Linked DNA regions of Muntiacus reevesi: region 2 is linked to region 1. The links are chromatin contacts, called in public Hi-C maps. All regions are on one chromosome and are shown on one strand. Each heading gives the region's core, a stretch centred on a gene start, on an enhancer-like site or on the middle of the called end of the contact. The rest is flanking DNA. Distances are from core to core; before and after follow the strand shown.

The links. A called contact is a pair of places that touch in the nucleus more often than the background predicts.
Region 2: a Hi-C map of muscle shows a contact between it and region 1, with 12 times the contacts expected there. The contact joins the promoter of PSMF1 here to the promoter of NSFL1C in region 1. A contact is called at or near these places in 2 of 3 Hi-C or Micro-C datasets (blood and muscle).

Annotation. Positions count from the first base shown.
Region 1 is chr2:58,073,609-58,076,773 of mMunRee1.1, forward strand. It overlaps NSFL1C (NSFL1 cofactor), which reads left to right and starts at 1,606. Exons shown (of 9, transcript XM_065921759.1): 1 at 1,606-1,763. The coding sequence starts at 1,659.
Region 2 is chr2:58,360,443-58,363,696 of mMunRee1.1, forward strand. PSMF1 (proteasome inhibitor subunit 1) reads right to left here and starts at 1,356. Exons shown (of 7, transcript XM_065921762.1): 1 at 1,079-1,356. The coding sequence starts at 1,207.

The DNA of each region.
Region 1 (3,165 bases), core at 356-2,855:
ATAAAAGCCAGGACATGGAAGCAACCTAGATGCCCATCAGCAGACAAATGGATAAGGAAGCTGTGGTACATATACACCATGGAATATTACTCAGCCATTAAAAAGAATTCATTTGAATCAGTTCTAATGAGATGGATGAAACTGGAGCCCATTATACAGAGTGAAGTAAGCCAGAAAGATAAAGACCAATACAGTATACTAATGCATATATATGGAATTTAGAAAGATGGTAATGATAACCCTATATGCAAAACAGAAAAAGAGACACAGATGTACAGAACAGACTTTTGGCCTCTGTGAGAGAAGGCGAGAGTGGGATGTTTTGAGAGAACAGCATCAAAACATGTATATTATCAAGGGTGAAACAGATCACCAGCCTAGGTTGGATGCATGAGACAAGTGCTCGGGCCTGGTGCACTGGGAAGACCCAGAGGGATTGGGTGGAGAGGGAGGTGGGAATGGGGATCGGGATGGGGAACACATGTAAATCCATGGCTGATTCATGTCAATGTACGGCAAAAACTACTACAATATTGTAAAGTAATTAGCCTCCAACTAATAAAAAATAGAAGAAAAAAAAAGACTCAACATTCAGAAAACTAAGATCATGGCATCCAGTCCCATCACTCCATGGCAAATAGATGGGGAAACAATGGAAACAGTGACAGACTTTATTCTTTTGGGCTCCAAAATCACTGCAGATGGTGATTGCATCCATGAAATTAAACAATGCTTGCTCCTTGGAAAAAAAGCTATGATCAACCTAGACAGCTTATTAAAAAGCAGACACATTACTCTACCAACAAAGGTCCTTCTAGTCAAAGCTATGGTTTTTTCCTGTGGTCATGTATGGATGTGAGCATTGAACTATAAAGAAAGCTGAGCGCTGAAGAACTGTGGCTTTTGAATTGTGGTGTTGGAGAAGATTTTCGAGAGTACTTGGGCTGCAAGGAGAACAAACCAGTCCATCCTAAAGGAAATCAGTCCTGAATACTCACTGGAAGGACTGATGCTGAAGCTGAAACTCCAATCCTTTAGCCACCTGAGGTGAAGAACCCACTCATGGAAAAGACCCTGATGCTGGGAAAGATTGAAGGCAGGAGGAGAAGAGCAGGACAGAGGATGAGATGGTTGGATGGCATCACCGATGGGATGGACATGAGCTTGAGTTGGCTCCGGGAGTTGGTGATGGACAGGGAAGCCTGGCCTGCTGCAGTCCATTGGGTCGCGAAGAGTCGGACGCAACTGAACAGAACTGAACTGAAATAGCACCAGGTCCTTGGTTCCACTCAGTTGAACAAGTGAATGAACGAAAGAATAAATTAATGAAATGAGGAAACGACTCAATGAATAATGTGAAACAGAATCCTTTGGGGATCTTTCATTCCACAGGTACTCAGTGGCGGACTCTTCCCCCCTCTCATCCTCCCCGCGCTCCCTCCCCCGCCGTTAGACTGAGGGTCCGGGCTGCGGCCTCCAGAGGGCGCAGAGCGGCGGCGTTTCCCGCACGGAAGGTTTTGCGTGAGGCACTGTATGGGGCGGGGCCTGCGGGCGGGAGCCACTCGGCTGGACCTGGTCAACCCGAGGGCGGAACGCCGCGGCCGGGCTGAGGCTGTGCAGTGAGACCCGGGGCAGTTTGGGCGGCGCACCGGGCGAAGATGGCGGCGGAGCGGCAGGACGCTCTGAGGGAGTTCGTGGCGGTGACGGGCGCCGAGGAGGATAGGGCCCGCTTCTTCCTGGAGTCGGCCGGCTGGGACCTGCAGGTAGCGCTGGGAGGTGGGCCGCGTCGGGCAGGCAGGGTACTATGGGGAGCAGACACCTGGAGCCTCAAGCCCGCGGCGGCCGAAGCGCACAGTCATCCCGCCGGGCTGCGGCCCGACCCAGGCCTCAGGGTCCTGGGGCCGCTTGCCACGCGTGCCAGCTCGTCCTGGGCGAGGGGAGACGCAGGCCAGCCCGGGCCCGGACTGACCTGGTCTATCGGGCCTCGGTTTCCCCTTCTGCCTAGTTCTCGGGGAGGCGAGACTTTGGGCACTGCCGCAGCCCGCGTGGAGACGGGGACCCTGGGGGCGTGGCTGCTGCGCAGTCTCGGCTGCAGCCCCGGCCGGACTGACCAGCTCCCGGGTGGAGCCGCGCGGCGGAGGGGACGGGGTGCTCGTTCATTTCCGTGTCCTCAGCCACAGTCACACGCCCCCTTGTACCTAAATGCTGGGAGAAACTGGGTTGTGGCGCAAAGTTGGGTCCTAGTCATCTTTATTGAGTAACTTCTCTGTAAAATGGGAGTGTTTATGGAGCTTGTCGTGTAGTTCACTGGCAGGTATTAGACATATACATAAAATACTGACTGACTGAGAAGAGATTAAGATAAACTACACCGAACAGGGATTTTGGTAAACTGTTGAATCCTCTGTGTCTTGAACAACGCCTGACAGGTAATAGGCACTCACTCAGTGATTAATTGTAGAAAAAATTGCATACATGGTTTTGGCTAACCTACGTCCTCGATCGATGATGATGATTAATATTTATTGAGTGCCTACCATGAGCTTTATGTATCTTAAGTTATTTAAGCATTGCACTCTGAAGCTGAGGTTTCGGGAAGTTAAGTAATTTGCTGAAGGCCTCACTAGCTACCGTGGAAGAAATGGCATTAGAACTCAGTTCTGTCTGATACCAAAGCCCAAGCTCTATTAAGCTCTGCCACCACGTGCCCTAGCACTTTACATACATGATTGGGTTTATCCTCCCACACTGGGAAGAAAACTTCCTCATTTGAGGAAATTGATGAATTGGAAGCGCAGAAGGCAAGTGATAGGCCCAAGGTCACACACCCAGGGGTTAGGATGTGAACTGAGTCTGCTGACTTCACAGTTTACGTGCTTCGAGAAAGTATAAAGTTAGATAAAGCATCACAACTGTATAGACATATGGTGTAAAGCCCCTGTGCTGGGTGAAAATGCAAAGTGCAGCTTCAACCTGAAAGACCTAGAAGCTCCCAGTGTTACAGTTGGCAGGTCATCAGTCTCAGGCTCCTCATGCTGTTAGTGCGGAAACACGCTCAGTATGTGATGTGACTTGCCCATGACTTGGACGTAGACCCCCTCGATGCCAGTTCAGTGCATGTCCCGTCGCAGCACAGAGCATCCTGGCTGGCTTGCTGAAGTGTGT
Region 2 (3,254 bases), core at 106-2,605, 290 kb after region 1:
TTTCCATGAACTCAACATGTGGCACGGTAAACAGAGTGTACCTCTGAGATTCAGTCGGCAATCTTTTTTTAGACCAAATCGTGTTCTTTCTTAAAACTTGGAAGCCTGGAGTACATGACACGGGAATGGTGGCAGTTAGGAGGAGGCAATGATCTACGCGAATTGATGTCTCTAGGCTGTCAAAAGTGTCTTCGACAGAGTTGCTGACAGGATTTGAGCAGGAAGGGGTCCAGGTCAGTGCTCACAGGAAGCTGAAATGTACAATGACCCTGCGGGGGAGAGTCACAGGGAAGGGGCTGGGAAGGTGGGAGAATGCTACAGCAAAGAATCAAGTGAGGCAGGCCGGGCCCGGAAGTCCTGGGGCTCTGTGGGGACTGGCAACAAGGCCCCCGGCTCTAGGAGGCAGTCTGAGGATGGGAGAGCAGGAGGGGCTGCTACGGTAGGGACAGCTTTGGTGAAGGAAGGTTTCACACGCAGGATGCATGTGTGTACATGTTGGGGAGACGGTTGTTGGCCCGAAGCCTGAGTTCAAGATGACAACGGTGAGTGGGCAGCACGGGGCCCTGCAGTATAGAGTGAAGGATGTCGAGCCCTCTCGGCTGTTGACTGGAGCTGAGTCCAAACGCTCCCCTATGCTGGTGTCCCTCTATACCGGTGCTTGGATCCAGGTGAACGCTCCGGTACGGTAGGAGGGCGGTACTGAATACAGCCCTCACCCTACCCAGCGGCTTGTGAAGGAGTTCGGTGGAGTTCGGGTAGGTGAGGAGTGCTCAAGGCAGCTTATTACCCCCGTCTCAGTGCCAGAGGGCACAATGCCTGCCTGGGAGAACGCCAGCCGGTGCTGGAGCGAGTTTCTGACCCTGGGTTTTCAAATCATGTTGTGCCAGCTAGAATGGAACAGTAGAGAACCTCCCTGAGCCGCAGACTACAGGTACCAAAGGTGTCATAAGCCTCAGGGCCCGGATCTGGGAAAGGGGAAGGTCGAGCAGTCTGGACCAGGCCCCTGGTCTCTGGATTCGGGCAGAAGACGCCTCCCGCCTCCACCCTGGTCCCACGCCACCCTGGCTCCGTGGCGTACCTGGTCGCCGGCACCCAAGCCGTAGTAGCCGTGCGTGACCACCTCCCAGTGCAGAAAGCAGACGAGCGCGTCCTGCGCGCACGTGATGGCCGGCGCCACCGACGCGAACAGTACCTCCAAGCCAGCCATGGGCGACCCTGGCTTCTGCGGGCGGAGGAAAGGAGGGAGAAAGTGCGGTGAGCCGACTGGGCCCTCACAATACTGCTGACTCCCCTCCGCTACTCCGCAGATTGTAGTCTAGTGTCAACCTGCGTGACCAAAATGGAGACGCCCAGGGGTGGGGGGGGGGGCGGGGGAGGGGGGGGTGTGGCCACCGGAAGTAACTTCTAACTCGCGCGCTCTCGCGCGAGAGCTCCCGGCTGGAAACAGAAGGAAGACTCAAAGGTTCCGCCTGGCAGAACAGGACCCCTGTTCTAGGGTGGGCAGGGCAGGACCCCTGGGAGCGAGGTCCTTCAAATCTGGAATCTCCATCTTCTTTGTAGGTGGTAGGTGTGCTACACGTAGGTTGTGGCATCGTTGAAGAGAGGCTAAACTTTGTTTTGAGTCACAGATTTCTGCAAAATAGGGTGGGCGTATGCTGGTGGGAGAAGAGATTACGAAATAAGGTTAAAACATATTCGTAGTAATAGTTGGCACTCAATGCAGTGCTTGCTCCATGGAACGTTGTTGTAAATGTTTTACTTGTATTAATTTATTTAATCCTCAAGGCTCGACCCTGCAAAGTTGGTATTTGATAGCTCCATTTTGCAGATGGGAAAACAGACACACGGGGCTTCCCAGGTGGCTCAGTGATAAAGAATCTGCCTACCAAGCAGGAGAGGCGGGTTCTATCCCTGGGTCCGGAATATTCCCTGGAGAAGGAAATGGTAACCCACTCCAGGATTCTTGCCTGGGAAATCCCATGGGCACAGGTGTCTGATGGGCTACAGTCCATGGGTTCGCAAAAGAGTAGGACATGATTTAGTGACTACACAACAGCAACAAACACACACAGAGGGCTGTATCTGACCAAGTTGAGTGAACAGTAGAGATGGTACTGCAATCTAGCAGTCTGGCTTGTTGGATAACACTTATTAAATGTTTATTGTGTGCTGGATCCTGGGTGAAAAACTTCATATCACTTTATCGAATGTTTTATGAAATATGTTCCATTGTCATTCCCATTTTGCAGATTTAGCTCAGATGGAAAAGAAGCTGCCTGCAAAGTGGGAGGCCTGGGTTCCATCCCTGGGTCGGGAAGTTCGCCTGGAGAAGGGAATGGCAACCCACTCCAGTGTTCCTGCCTGAAAAATCCCATGGACAGAGGAGCCTGGTGAGATACAGTCCATGGGGGTCTCAAAGAGTTGGAAACAACTGAGAGGCTAACACTTTCATTTTTCACTTGGAGAATGGAAGCTGCTTCCCCCAAGAAGACACATCTACTGACTGCAGAACTGATCTACTTCCAAATGTCAGTCATTTATTTCACTGTCTTCATCCTGATTTTTACCACTTACTGTTTTTACTCAAATAAATTTAGTTTTCTGATCCTAGTTAGCACCCTCCTGCAAGTCACCATCATCTCCCACTTGAATGTCTGCACCAACCACTAAATTGCCTTACTCCATCTGTGACTCCTGAAAGTCTGTTCTACACTCTGCAACTACAGATCCTATTAGAACACACACCAGATCACATCTCTCCCCTGCTTGAAACCTCCCAGGATTCCCATCACACTCAGAAGAAAAATAAGCCCTTCCCCTTGTTCCGCAGGAACCATCATCTGATCTGTGTTCCCCACCCTCACCTCTCTCTAAGACATTAACTCCTTCAACTCCCCTCTCATCCTCTGCACTCCTGACTGTAGTAACCTTGACTTCCCTCGCCTTTCACACCCACATCTGATCCAACTTTACCCTCAGAATGTATTCTGAATCTAATCACTTCCTCCCACCTCCACTGCCTCCCTCTGGACTGCTCTTTCCCCAAAGAGCTGCATGGTTTACTCCTTCATTTTAGGTGACTCCTTCCCTCACCTCCTCTCAGCCTCATCAGAGGGCTTCCCTGACATCCCAGCTAAATAACATCCTATCTTAACCCCTTTATTGTTCAGTCACCAAGTCATGTCTGACTCTTTGCGACCCCATGGACTGCAGCAAGACAGGCTTCCCTGTCTATCACCATCTCTTGGACTTGC